Regions from separate parts of the Sus scrofa genome. Here region 2 is linked to region 1. The links are chromatin contacts, called in public Hi-C maps. All regions are on one chromosome and are shown on one strand. The core of a region is the stretch at or near the end of the contact, and the rest is flanking DNA. Distances in the headings are between cores, read along the strand shown.

Region 1 (7,510 bases), core at 2,021-4,520:
CTGACTAGGAACCATGAGGTTGCAGGTTCAATCCCCGGCCTCACTCATTGCATTAAGGATCCAGTATTGCTGTGAGCTGTGGTATAGGTAGGCAGCTGTAGCTCTGATTAAACCCCTAGCCTGGGAACCTCCATATGCTGCAGCTTAGGCCCTAAAGGCAAAAAAATAAATAAATAAAAATAAATTTAAAAAAAAGTTACTCACTATAATAATTTTTTAAAACTTTATATTGTCTGTTATACTTTTTCATTTATTCCTCTGATATAATATGTTGTGGCTAACTGATTTTATTTCCTGAAGTTCCCTGGTGGCCTAGCAGTTAAGGATTTGGCATTGTCACTGCAGAGGTGTGGGTTTGAGCCCTGCCTGGGGAATTTCATATGCTGCAGGCATAGCCAAGAGAAAAAGAAAAGAAAAGTTATTCCAACTTTCTTTGCTTACTATTTTTTAAATGGTTCGAATGAGTCAATAGCCTGAAACTTGTGCTTTTCTTTGACCTAGAAACATCACTTCCAGGAATCTGTATTAAGGAAATAAGCAAATGGATGTGTAAGGTCAGTTGTATCAGGCTGTTTATTCCAGAACAGTTTACCACATTGAAAACTGTATTTTCTTTTCTTTTTTCTTTTTTTTTTTTTTTTGTCTTTTGTCTTGTTGTTGTTGTTGTTGTTGTTGTTGTTGCTATTTCTTGGGCCGCTCCCGCGGCATATGGAGGTTCCCAGGCTAGGGGTTGAATCGGAGCTGTAGCCACCGGCCTACGCCAGAGCCATGGCAACGCGGGATCCGAGCCACGTCTGCAACCTACACCACAGCTCACGGCAACGCCGGATCCTTAACCCACTGAGCAAGGGCAGGGACCGAACCCGCAACCTCATGGTTCCTAGTCGGATTCGTTAACCACTGCGCCACGACGGGAACTCCGAAAACTGTATTTTCAATACAATAACTTCTATATTCAATAAGAATGCTGATTAAAGTAAGTTTAGGTATATCCATACAATTAAAGGCTATGCAGCCATTAAAATTAATTATGTATATAAGTATGTATTCCCATAAAATATATTTATATTATATAGTGAAGTGACAAAAGTAGTTTACCAAATGATGTGTATCATGGTCTCTATTTTACGTAAATATACGTACACACATATATAAAGGAAAAAACTCCAGAAGAAAACATGATAGAAATTGAATACATTATATGGTAATAGTTATCTCTAGTGATGTGATTGTAGGTGATATTTCTTTTGCTTTCTTTCCTTTTCTTTCCTTTTGTCTTTTTAGGGCCGCACTTGGGGCATATGGAGGTTCCCAGGCTAGAGGTCAAATCAGAGCTGCAGCTGTAACCACAATCACAGGAACACCAGATCCGAGCTGCATCTTCGAACTGCACCACAGTTCATGGCAACACTGGATCCTTAACCCACTGAGCGAGGCCAGAGATTGAACCCACATCCTCATGGATACCGGTTGGGTTCATTACCGCTGACCCACGACGGGAAATTCTGTGGGTGATTTTTCCTTTTTTTTGTTCATATGTAATTTCTCATTTTTTTCTCATTTTTCTTTTACTTCTATAATGAAATTAGTTTACTATATTAATATATATTAATATGTATATATTAATATATATATATTAGTTTACTATAACTGGCAAAATTAGCTGCTTATTATAGGTGACAGTTGACTAATTTGTATAGAAAATGGCATCCATTTTTGTTCTAATTAATTTCATAAGCCTGTTCTCTCCCTCTCTTTCTAACTTTCCCCCCTTTCTTTTGTTTCTTCTCAATTAAAGTAAGTTCTCTTTTACTGGCGAAACCACTGGTGAGTAACTTTTTGAGGCCTCTGGAGCCCAAATGTGCCTTCAAGTAAAAAGCAGGTAAAATGAAAAATTCACTACTCCAGGGATTTGTTCTCTGATGGAAGTGTTCCTAAGACTACTAGGATTTTCTTTCACTCTGCTTAATTTTAATGGTTTTTCAGCCTCAAGATAGCTGGGGACGATAGGCTTCTGAGGGATTCAGCATGCGGTGGCCTCCTTACCGGGACAGGCAGTGACACGCAGCGACTGGGGGAGTGGGTATTCTTTGAGGCGGTATCACTGAAGCAAAGTAAACTGGAAATTGAGATAGTTCCCCAAGGCCTCTAACCCCTGTCCCCTGACCTATGTGTCTTTTCCAGACACCGCCTAGCCCTGAATTATCCTAATAATCCAGTATTCGGCATTTTACAAATTTCCAGAACAGCTGCCCAGGATTCCTGCCACCTGCCCTTTGTCAAGGGCAATGCCATTGATGGGTCTGCCTTGGATGGTGGTAGCAATAGGCTCCTCAGCAGGAGAGAAGCCATCACTCCAGGAGACGCATGGACTTCTAATATCTTCTGATACTGCAACCCTGAACATGAGGTTAAAGGAACCTAGGCAAGGATCAGGACCTGGCATTGGCACGTACTATTTTTAGTTCCTCTGTTGGGCCCAGGTGACCTGGGGGAACACTCAGCTCCTCTGTGCGTGGGTTTCTGGTTGACAAAATGAACGGAGTGATATTGTAGGCTGGGGAGCTACGTAGTGAAAGGCCGAGGAAAGAATGCCACAAACGCGTATTCTCAGCAGTGCTAATGTTGACGCGGGTGCTCAGAATTCTTTCCCTGATTGTATCTCTGCCTTGGTGTGCGTCCCTGAGCCCTTAGGCTATTGCCGTGGCCTCCGCTTTCTCATGCATAGACAGGCAATAATACTCTGTTCTCTCTCCTTTCATTATATGGGCACTGTGAGGATAAAATAGCAAGTTAATGAGATTGAAAATAGGAAGAAAATGTTTCTGAAGGCTTTAATGTTCTCAGATTTTCAGGTCCTGATTAAATAGAAGTTATTGTTTCAAGAAAAATCTGTACGGTTCATATCGTGTACATATTGTTTCCTCCAGTGCTGTATTTATTTCACAATTTCTCTTTCCTTTCTGCACAGATATGGAAGAAAATAGAGGCAAAGTAAAACAATAAGAGTGAGAAAGCCGAGAACAAAAGTCTGGGCAGTCACGTTAAGCCTCAGACCCACATTCTGCTGGAACTAGCATGAGAATGCCCCTCTGATAGATTTGGAATGGTGCATTTGATCGGGTGACTAAAACGTCCACCCTGGCAAGGATGTTCTCACGTGGAGAAATAGTGCAATTTTATCTTGGAAAAGCACAGAGAACACACTTCTTGAACACACACAATACTGAGGACATTTCCTGGAAAACCGTTGGCCTTTGCCTGGGACAGTTGCATCACACAGAAATGTTTGTGGTTCAGGTTTATAAGCAACACAGGGTCTGAAGCCAATGTACAACTTTGGCTTAGGACAACAGGTGCCAGGTCTAAGCTATTAGGCACTTTCCTATTTGTACTATTAGGAAAAATCTTTCCTCCCTAAGATGCCGACAAATCAAAGCAATAAACTACCTTCTGAAAAAAACAAAAAAAAAATTTTTTTTTTGGTCTTTTTTCTTTAGGGTCACACCAGAGGCACATGGAAGTTCCCAGGCTGGGGGTCAACTCAGAGCTACAGCTGACAGCCTACACCACAGCTCACGGCCACGCCAGATCCTTTACCCACTGAGCGAGGCCAGGGATCGAACCTGCGTGCTCATGGGTACCGGTCTGGTTCATTACCGCTGAGTCACAAGGGGAATTCCTGAAGGAAGCACTTATTTACTTAATTCAGACTTTGAAATGACTTCCTCTCCTGTGTGCCTTTCTTTTCTTTTGTTCTAAAACTACATCTAGAAAGAAGGGAAATGGCCAAAAAATGTTCTTGAGTTTTCTAATGAATTTTATGTCGTAAATATTTATCTTAGAGCACGGACTGTGAGGAAATGTATTCTTTTCTAAAACTATGTTCTTTCTGGAAGGGCAAACAAGACTAATAACCACAATTACCTGCCGTAGAGAAATGGAAAAGCGGGAGGGGGTCTTCACCTTTTCGTAGTTTGTGATGTTTGCACCAATGTTAATTACCTCCAAATTAAAATACGACTTAAAAAGGAATGTTTACCTGCGGAAAGAAATTGGCAGTGAAGAATGAGGAGCTGGAGATTTCTTTTTATGGAAGAATTCTGACATTTTTGCAATGTGTATAAATACATAAGTGAGGAAATAAGAAAGAAAGGGAGGGAGGGAGGAAGGGAGGAAGTAAGGAAGAGGCATTCCCTGGTGGCCTAGTGGTTAAGGATCCAAAGTTGTCACTGTGGTGGCTTGGGTGGATGCTGCAGTGTAAGTTCTAGCCCTGGCCTGGGCACTTCCATGTGCTGCAGGCTTGATCCAAATAAATAAATATTCATTCATAATTAAAAAGAACAAACAGAAAACATCAAAAGACTTCTGTATGCCCTGCTCCCCGGAGAAGAATAGATGAGCTTCTCATTCCTTCTTTTTGGAGCTCTCTTCCCTGTGCCCAAGAGCTGCTCTATGATTGTGGCATGAAAGGAAAGGCCAAAGTCCATTCTGAAGTCCAAACCAAATGGTGATTTCCCTGTTGAGCTTTCTCTGTACAGACATAATAAGGTTACACGTTCCCCGTGAAAAAGCTACAGACAGATTACACCAAAACTGTAAAACCGTTTTAACACTTACTTCAGCTATTATTATACGTGACAAGTATTTCAAAGATCAACCAAATAAGCTGTTTTCCTAGGAAATGTTTCCAGTAGAATACTTCTTGAATAAAATGCTGCTTTTCTTAAGTTGTGGTAATTGAATTAAGATGTGAAACCTCAAGTCAGGAATGAAAACCTATCAACTATAATGGAAAAAATAAAAATCATTTAAAAAAAAAAAGAATGAAAACCTACCTTCTTAGCAGAATACTTTTAGAGAAGCCTCTAGCTATGACAATATTTCTCAATCCTCTTATTTGGCATGCACAAAATAGAAATAGATTGTCTTCTTTACCTGGCAGCAAATACATATGTGGGTTTTATAAATATGACAAGATTCCAAATTTGACAGTGTATATCTCTATAACATGTATCTATTCATTCAGCCATCAGTCATTTCTCTTACTGTTCATGAGGCTCTGCATGAGATGCTCTGAAGATATGGAAATAATAAGACCCCATTGGAAGATGGCCGGCCGCTGGGAAAATCAGAGATCACAAGCTGGTGTGATAAGGAAGGTGTTTCTCTGTAGGCACCGGTTTACTCTGGAATCAGGAAGGAAAATAACACCTCTCCTGGAGGCTGGCTGTGGAGCAGAAAAAGAGTAGTGCATTTAAAGCACTTAACCCACACCTGACTCATCATAAAGGATTACTAGGGATTAGCTATTTTAAAGAAGGGAGCAGAGTTATAGTGTTTTGGGGAAGCATTTCAGAAGAATATGTAACTCAGTCTGAAAGTGGGGGAGAGGGGAGAGAGAGGAAATAGGAAGATGTACTTTTTTTTCTTTTCTTTTTAGGGGTGCACCTGCAGCATTGGGAAGCTCCCAGGCTAGGGGTCAAATCAACCTGGCAGCTGGCAGCCTACAGCATTGCAGGATCTGAACCACATCTGCAATTTATGCTGCAGCTTGCAGCAACGCCTGGTCCTTAACCCACTGAGTGAGGCCAGGGATTGAACCCAAATCCTCATGGATAGTAGTCAGATTCTTTTTTTTTTTTTTTTTTTTTTTTGTCTTTTTGCCATTTCTTTGGGCCGCTCCCACGGCATATGGAGGTTCCCTGGCCTACGCCCGAGCCACAGCAAGGCAGGATCCAAGCCGCGTCTGCAACCTACATCACAGCTCACGGCAACGCCGGATCGTTAACCCACTGAGCAAGGGCAGGGATCGAACCCGCAACCTCATGGTTCCTAGTCGGATTCGCTAACCACTGCGCCACGACGGGAACTCCTAGTAGTCAGATTCTTGACCCGCTGAACCACAATGGGAACTCCTGGAAGAACATGTACTTTATTTATTATTATTATTATCATTATTTGCCTTTTGTCTTTTCTAGGGCCGCACCCTCGGCATATGGAGGTTCCCAGGCTAGGGACCCAATCAGAGCTGTAGCCACCGGCCTACACCAGAGCCCCAGCAATGCGGGATCCGAGCCACATCTGCGACCTACACCACAGCTCACGGCAACACCGGATCCTTAACCCACTGAGCGAGGCCAGGGATCGAACCCGAAACCTTATAGTTCCTAGTCGGATTCGTTAACCCCTGAGCCACGACAGGAACTCCAAGAAGATGTACTTTAAAAGCTAGTTGAAGGAAATAAATAAATAAACAAAAGCTAATTGATAGTTTCTAGTACTGCATGAAGTTCATAAATAATTAGTTGATGATCTTAAAAGAAGGCTGGATTTGATCAGGAGCTTGAGTTAAAGCAGGGACTTATCACCTAGTATACTAGAATAAAAGAAACCAAGGCTTCCACCTTAATTGCCTATGGACTGTTTTATTTTATTTTGTTTTATTTTTGCTCTTTAGGGCCACGTCCAAGGCTTATGGAAATTCCCAGGCTAGGGGTCAAATCAGAGCTACAGTTGCCGGCCTACACCAGAGTCACAGCAACACAGGATCCAAGTTGAGTCTGCAACCTACACCACAGCTCCTGGCAACGCCAGATCCTTAACCCACTGAGCAAGGCCAGGGACCGAACCCAAAACATCATGGTTCCTGGTTGGATTTGTTTCTGCTGCCCCACAAGCGGAATTCCTATTTTATTTTATTTTATTTTATTTTATTTTGCTGCACCCATAGCATGAGGAATTTTCTGGGCCAGGGATTGAATCTGCACCACAGTAGTGACAATGCCAGAGCCTTAACCCCTCGCGCCTCAAGAGAACTCCAGCCTGTGGACATTTTACAATGACTCTTTTTTGTGGTAGACTGTGCTGGGTATTGCAAGATGTTTAGCAGCCTCCCTTGTCTCTACCCAGAGATGCCAGAAGACGCCAGAAGCAGCCTCCTGGTTGTGGCACTCAAAAATGTGTCTAGGAGTTCCAGTTGTGGCTCGGCAGTTAAGGAACCAGCCTAGTACCCATGAGGACACGGATTCGATCCCTGGCCTCACTCAGTGGGTTAAGGATCCCAAGTTGCTGTGGCTGTGGTGTAGGCCAGCAGCTGTGGCTCTGATTAGACCCCTAGCCTGGGAACCTCCATGTATCACAGGTACAGCCCTAAAAAGACAACAACAACAAAAAAAAATGTGTCCAACCATTGCCAAATGTCTCCTGGGGGTGAAAATTGCCCCTGGTTAAGAACCACAGCCTTAGACCAAGATAATTCCATTATGTTTTTATTAAGTCTTGTAAGGTATGAAGATGCACATGGAAAAATAAGATTGATAGAGAATTAAATATTTTCTTATTTTGATTGCTGCTAAATGTATTGTAATGAGAACTATCAAATTAATGTGTCTAGAGACTGGTTTATTCTCATTTCTATTTGCCAGTCATAACAGGTCTGAGACATAACCCAGGAAAACATCTCAAATTTAACATGGGCACCACTTAACTAACTCAGGGAAAGGAGTGC
Region 2 (7,544 bases), core at 1,189-3,688, 140 kb before region 1:
AATTTAAAAAAAAAAAAAAAAAGCTTAAAAAATAACCTAATACATCATAGTAGAGCACATAAGTAACTGCAAAAGATCATCTCAATCTTCAAACTTTTAGTACAGCTCAAATGAGTCTTTGAATTTATTGTAATTCAAAATTCTAGCCTGCTCAAATATAAAATGCTACTAAAAATGTTAAAGTAATTTGAAAAACTACAACTGTATAAATTACATAGAGATATTTTTCTTTTACAGTTCTCTTCAGTTCACTAAGAAAATTTATAGCCAAATGTAACTGAGATAATCCTTCTTTAAGCTAATGTCTAAAATGGTTGCTACGTATTAATTTGTCAACTTTTTAAAAACCTAACACTTTGATGTTATTTTTATATCTACATTTCTTTCTGGCATTAAACTGCACACTACTGAAACAAAGTAAAAATCAGATTTTATCCAAGTTCATTTTAAGCTAAGTTTCATTTTCATGTAGGCTTTATCCTTCAATGCTTACATTTAAATTTTCTAAAACAAACTTCATATTCTATAAGGCAGCAATCAAATATACTGTTAACAAAATCACTGGAGATGTTATGGTCCCAGCAAAGACAGTATGAAAAAAATGTATTTTCACTCACACAGAAACAAATTAGAGTTTTAAACAATAAACCATGACTTACATCATGACGTGAACAGAGATGCCGAAAAGGTTAGAATGAAAAGTCCCCTTAAGGTCAACAGGATTTACTTTTATATTCGTGTCACGTGAATTCCTTTATTAAGGTTTGAAAAAACACCACTTACGAAAAAGAGTCACTGTGTGATGATAGAAACCATTTTAAGATTTATAAATCTTTTACGAAAAATCATGATTATATAGCAAATAGTAACTGGAATTTGAAGGGGTCTGAATTGCTTGTAGCTAAAACTGGATGGAGTAAATACTCCAAAATTCTTCAGTTCTCTAGGAATTTAAAAAAAGAAAAAAAGCTAGTCAATATTTTTTTTGGTTAAAAAACAACTACTCTTGTATCTGAGCAGAGAATATCTGTGCCAAGTTTAAGCCTACTATGAATTCAAACAGCTAGATTTGTAAGCAGGTTTAAAACTCTGCCCAATAATTAGAAAAAAACCACCTACACTAGAACATGCTCCACGGTACTGTGATCTATTAACAGTAAGACTGAGTGGATTTCAAGAACGCTGGTCTGACCAAAACTTTTCCCCAACTTATTCCTAATTCTAGATGGATAAATGAGCCTTTTTCTATGGAAGTTGATAGAAAATTCTACCAAAATCCCCTGTGACAGTTTTAGTCATAAGTTTTATTGTTGATATTACCATTTTTTGAGGAGGGTGGCAAGTACTTTATTAAAAAAGAAAACTTATAATGTGCGTTAAGGTATATGACATAAGATATATTGCTATTTAAATAGATTTTTAACAGCAAATTTAATGCTTCAATCAAACAAATTTTTTTTCCATTTTAAATAACTCATAAGTGACCAATGCTTGCTTTGGCACTCTGAATACTGTAAGTCTATTTAATCTTTAAAGATCAAACTCCAGAAGTCCATAGTTCAGAGAAACACATGCTTTACAAAACCTGGGATGTGGCTGCTTAATACACAAAGGAGTAAAAAGCACCGAACTCATCGCACACTGGAGATGAGAAATAAATTATTCTTCACAGGGCACAGTGTCTATATTTTAGTCATTACCTCAAGTCATCAAAGCAGGCCTGAAAGGTAAATATTATTACCTTCATTTTATAAAGAAACGGAGAAAATTGAGTTTAAATAAACTTGCCTGAAGTTTCACTGCTAGTGGCAAAGCAAGGATTCAAACCTAAGATTTCACATACCAAATTCCATCTTCTTTTCACTCTACCTTCAACCACTGCAATATCTGGCTGCAGCATTTATCAAAGAGTTGGCAGGACCTGTCTTGGCCAGCTGCTTGCAAGCCATGTTCAAAGACTAGCGTTTTTCATTAGCCAATGTCAATGAATTAAAAGACTCAAAAGCAAATTGAACAAAGTCAAGAATCCTAAGAAGCAGGCACTACTGCATCCGGGGGACCCCATGACACAGGGGCTGCAAAATCCTCCCCAGGGCTGCGGGGGCGGGGTGCGGAGGGGTAGCAGGGCAGAATCCCCCAGCTGTGTGCTGCTATTGGGGTGGAAGGGTCTCTGGGGCCCACAGACCCAAGGGTGAGGCAGTATAACTCTGCTCAGTCCTTGGTGGGCCTGATAGGTGAAGCCTCTTAGTCACAGCAATTGTTTCCCTAACGACCTGCTCAGGAGGGTCTTTAACACATTACCAGGCCCTATGAATATCCACTTGCAGCAAAACATTTACGCAACATCTCAAAAGCTCACGGCACATGATTCAGAACAGTCTGCAGTTCACCAATGTGCCAGGGCATGGAGGTCTGGGGACTGCTGGCCTGGGCGCTCTGTGGACACAGCCAATGAAGCCAGGACACTGATGGACAGCATTATCTGCCGTGTCAGCTGAGTGGTGCTGAATGCCACCAGGCCCTCCAGGGACCTGCTCAAGCCAGGACACTTCAGCCAGGCCAGTTCACATCACCATGCCCTTTGCCTGACCAATACGGCATACCTCCTTTCTAAGAGCGGGAATGCTGGTCAGCTATCCCATTGGGCAATAAATGCTTTGTGCAGAAATATGCTTATAATTGTGAATTTCACTTCTTCCTTCTTTTCACCATTTCCTCTCCTTTTTGTTTCTGCTGCTTCTACCCTCCTCCAGCTCTTCAAAATTCCACCATTCAATAACCCTTTCACTAACTAGTCTCTCTACAGAATCTCTTCAATACACTGCTGCCTAACTGATCTTTAAAACAGCTTTTATCATGTCAAGTTCTTTCAATGGCTGTACATTGTGAAATGAATCAATTCTTAACACCTCTAACTTTTCACAACTAATTTGTATCCTCCCTGTTTATTTATCCAACCTAATTTCCTGCTTCAGATGGACACCAAAGAACTAAATCAGCCTCTATAATTAAACAATCACCAGTCAGACCAAGTCAGCCTACCTGCTTCCTAAGGTGTCAACACTTGTCATTTCCACAGTGGAAACTTCCAACAGTTGCCCACTGCTGACATAAATTCAAATTCTTAATAAGACACTGAAAATTCTCCATGATCTGGCCCCAAAGTATTTTTGCTGTCTTCTGCTTACTACAACCAACATGAGGTCTTGTTCTCTGACAGACACAGAGATCGCAGCCCCTCCTGGCGCAGACCACTCTAGCTTTCCCTACATCTGTGTCAAGATGCTCACCTTGAATTCATATCCCCATTCGCTCTATTAACATCCTTCCCATCTTTCAAGGTTACTTCTGAGAAGTAGATCTCTCTAGTCTGTGTTTCCACAAACCTTTCTTTATATCACTTATCAGTCTCTATCTCGTATTTCAGTTACCTTCTCTTTTAGAGCAGGAAGCTCTTAAGAGCAGGGGGTTCTGGCTTGACCTTTACATCAATCCTAATAACTTGTAGCCACAGTACCTTTCTTTCTCTCTCTCTCTCTCTCTTTTTTTTTTTTGGCCGTACCCGTAGCATATGGAAGTAGTTCCCAGGCCAGGGACTGAATACAAGCCGCAGCTGCAGGAATGCTGGATCCTTAACCTAATGCACCAGGCGAGGGATCAAACCCATGTCTCAGCAGAGAAACAAGCTGCTGCAAAATTAACACTGGATCCTTAGCCTACTATACCACAGCGGGAACTCCAACAGTACCTTTCTTGAAAACACTTGTTATAATAAATACCAATAAATGGAATGTATCTGAATCCCTGGCAGAAGCTATTAAACACTCAACCTGGCAGACGTGGTAAGAAGTAAAATATAAGCAAAATGACAAAAAACTTATCAAAAAGTGAAAGCTTTTAAAAATCAAGACTGTGGACAGCACTTAATACACTTGTTTTGGTCACATCAGTTCTCTCTACCCACGTAAACCAAGGTCATTTTCACCTCGCTCCTGTCTCCATGAGCTCTGCGAACACTGCCCCCATGTGTGCTTACTCCTTCTTTCAGTGTCCACAATAAGCTTTTCTCCAGAATGTAACACATTCACACTCGAACCATAATACCTGTTCCCTAGAAAGGAGAGCTGAGCCAGCTGCTCTCAACCAGTGTAGAGCCAGCTGCTACCAGCAAGTGTCTGTCAATGAAAACATTACACTACAACAGCTGAACAGATTTTACACTAAATCTGAAAGGTTTGTTGTTGTTGTTTTAATTTAAACATAAATTTTGCCGTCTTAACCACTTTTACACATACAGATGAACAGTGATAAGGGCATTCAAATGGTTGTGCAACCATCTTCCAGAATTCTTGCCCTTACAAAACTGAAACCCTCTAGTCATTAAACGGTAATTCCCCATTTTCATTCCTCACAGCCTTTCATCCCCGGCAATCACCATTCTACTTTCTGACTCTATGAATTTACTCTAAGTACGTCACCTGCGTGTAATCCTGAAGTATATAAGCTGTTTGTGACTGGCTTATTTCATTCAACATACTGGTGTTCTCGAGATTTATCAATGTTGTCAGAATTTCCTTCCTTTTTCAAGGCTGAATAGTATTCCACTGCATGCAGAGATCACACTTCATTTATTTATTCATCCTCAGTAGACACTGAGTTGTTTCCATCTTTTGGCTACTATGAATAGTGTTTGTGGTTTTGAGAAAACTCGAGTCACTCCTGAGGGGCTGTGAGGAAAGAGAACAAGGTACCTCCAAAGGAAGAAAGTTACCTTACAAAGCAGCTCAAACTCAGAGACAAGTGCTCCTTAAAAATACTGATGCCACGGACCAGGAGCTACTCACACATTACTGTTTAGTGCTAACAAAAACTTGTAAATATTTTTTAACACATGGTATGGACCAAATAGGGACTTTAAGAGTAATGCCTATTATGTGTATACACGAGCATGAGCATACACACACGCACGTGTGCACACGCGTGCGCGCGCCTGCATGCGCACACACACACACACACACACAAAATCAGAAACAAATGAGCCCACTACTGCTCATCCTGGAGCATGTAGCAAAGAAACATGCTACATGTTTTTTTCCTTGAGAAAAGTAGTTCCTCTAACACTAGCACTTGTCATATTCAACGTGAGGCTCAGATTTTCCATCAGGTAACAGTACTGCCTCTCTCTTCTTCTTCCATGTTCCGAGTTTCAACCATGAACTTAGACACAGCTCTCACTCTTTGCCCTAGATCTCTGGGATGAGAGGGTAGAATTCATTCTTGATACGGAAAGTTCCTACTGTAGGACAAAGATTTACGAACAACTGCTCCCAAAGTCAGATCAGGGCCACTCATGGTCAGAAGCTGTCACACTGCCTGCCTCCCAGACATCTAGAAGAACGAGACGGTAAGAACTCCTGCCAGCACACCCTGCCCAGGGCTCTTTGTCTGGTCAGCAAGACCATGGGAGGAAGGGATCTGACAAAGGAAAGAATTCCAACCCAGCTTTCTGAGAAAGAGCTTTCTTCACAGGAGCAGAGGACACTGAGTAAGAGCACAAACTGCAGAGGCAGACATCCGAGATTTGACCAGTCCACACCAGGGACCATCTGCAAAATGGGGTAATAATCATACCCACCAGAAACCAGAGGCTGTTGTCAGGGTTTAGGTAAATGAGGAAATATTATTGAAGCACTTAGAACAATGCTTGCCCCTAGTAAGCACTATACAGGTGTTTGTAAAATGAACATGTAGTGCTATGAAAATGAATACTACTGCCAAGGTACAATTAAGTCCTAGTACCTCAACCAGTCTCTCAATGTGTATGTTTCTCCGTATACCGTATACCAAGCACAAATCAAAGTATCCATCACTAAAAAGTCAGCAAAACTGTCTGTAATGATGCATGCCCAGGAAAAAAAAGCATCCTCATTGATTTGTTAAATACCAATGATTTTTTTTTTGGGGGGGGGTCTGTTTAGGGCCACACGTGCAGCACATAGAAGTTTCTGGACTAGGGGTCAAATCAGAACTACACCACAGCCACAGCAAAGTCGATCTAAGCTGTGTCTGCAACCTACACCACCACTCAGGGCAATGCTGGATCATTAGCCCACTGAGCGAGACCAGGGCTCAAACCCGCATCCTCATAGACACTAGTCGGGTTTGTTTCCTATGCACCACAATGGGAACTCCCTAATGAATATTATTTAAACAAAGATAAGAAAACAGATATTATTCATAAATGTTTCTATTTATTACTTGTAATATTACTTGCTGGCTTCACCCTTGTTTATAGTCTTTTAATTAGTGAATTCTAACCTCTGGTAAAACAGAGTATGGAGAGTAAGCTCTAAGATTTTCCACAACCCTGGCAGATATATAAAGGACAAAAGAAACACCTTAGGCCAAACTTTCCAGTACTCATATGCATTCATGGTCAATACCATGTTGTCTTCCCAATGTGTTTTGTGCAAATGTTACACTTCAAGTATACAAATACTTTTAATTCAGAACAGATCTCTTTCTGTGACTGTGACTTCCAAGGCAAAATTGATAAAAGCTCCTAGAATTCTTCTCTCTCAAAAAAATTAACAATTTCTTTGGAATGATGGTAGGATTTGAAGCATTTTTTTTTAAGTTTGTTGTTATATTAACTACTATGGAACTCAATAATATACCTGATTCTGCACATAAAACAATATCACATACAGAAGTAATTATTCAACCAGCCAACCTTTTCTAAATGATTTGTGTTTTTGACAAACTAACAACAGTTAAGTTCCCTGTAATCCTAAAATTCAAAATATCTAAATTTTTTAATTAGCCACACTAATATAGTCATTTTCAGGATCTTGAAAACTCATGTAATAGCAAAACAAAACAAAAACTCCTCAAACAGTCCCTTACGGCTTGTAGAAAATCAGAGCTTCTCTGATTATCTTTTTTAAGTCAGTTTTGAAGATCTAGTTTTCAGAAAATTGAAAATAACTCTATAAATTATTTCACTTGAAATTTAACACTTGCCAATACTGCTTTATGTTCCTCCCAATATTTACACCAATGCAAATAGAATTACTTTCATGTTAAGACGTTTTGAGTTTTAATATTACATTATCATTACTTTGAAGGAAACCTAAATAAGTTAGCTTCTTTCTCTGATCTATACCTATAAATACATTTTAATCATCCTAACATTAACCTAATATGATTGCTAGATTCTCATATGCTGAATTAACTGCCAACCTTTTAACATTCTAGAATACAGTGGACATTGCAGATGTGCCAAAACACACACATAGTAATATTAATAAATTATGATTTCATTCTATTGGATTTTTTTTTAAAGACAGATTTCTCCTCATCCCACAACTTAACATACTTTTCTCTCTTTGCAGTTATTATGCACACACACACACACTTTACAGTTAAAAATCTCTTCTGGAATATTGTTTAGCTAAGAGCAAAATTTATGTAAGAGAGATTCCAAATATGCTTTGTAACACACGCAAAATAAAAGTAATGTCACTGGATAAAGTACATGAAGA

What was found. A called contact is a pair of places that touch in the nucleus more often than the background predicts.
Region 2: a contact with region 1 is called in a Hi-C map of liver, with 8 times the contacts expected there. The contact joins two enhancer-like sites. A contact is called at or near these places in 4 of 47 Hi-C or Micro-C datasets (liver and skeletal muscle).

The regions. Positions count from the first base shown.
Region 1 is chr4:64,873,036-64,880,545 of Sscrofa11.1, reverse strand. No RefSeq gene overlaps it. Among named protein-coding and RNA genes, the nearest start is that of NCOA2, 77 kb to the left of the region's middle. Within about 2 kb of position 3,270, at least 6 of the 83 cell types and tissues checked have an H3K27ac peak or open chromatin away from gene starts, as enhancers often do. A contact at or near this core is called in liver, where this site is marked.
Region 2 is chr4:65,015,890-65,023,433 of Sscrofa11.1, reverse strand. All of the region lies in intron 1 of NCOA2 (nuclear receptor coactivator 2), which reads right to left. Among named protein-coding and RNA genes, the nearest start is that of NCOA2, 65 kb to the right of the region's middle. Within about 2 kb of position 2,438, at least 16 of the 83 cell types and tissues checked have an H3K27ac peak or open chromatin away from gene starts, as enhancers often do. A contact at or near this core is called in liver, where this site is marked.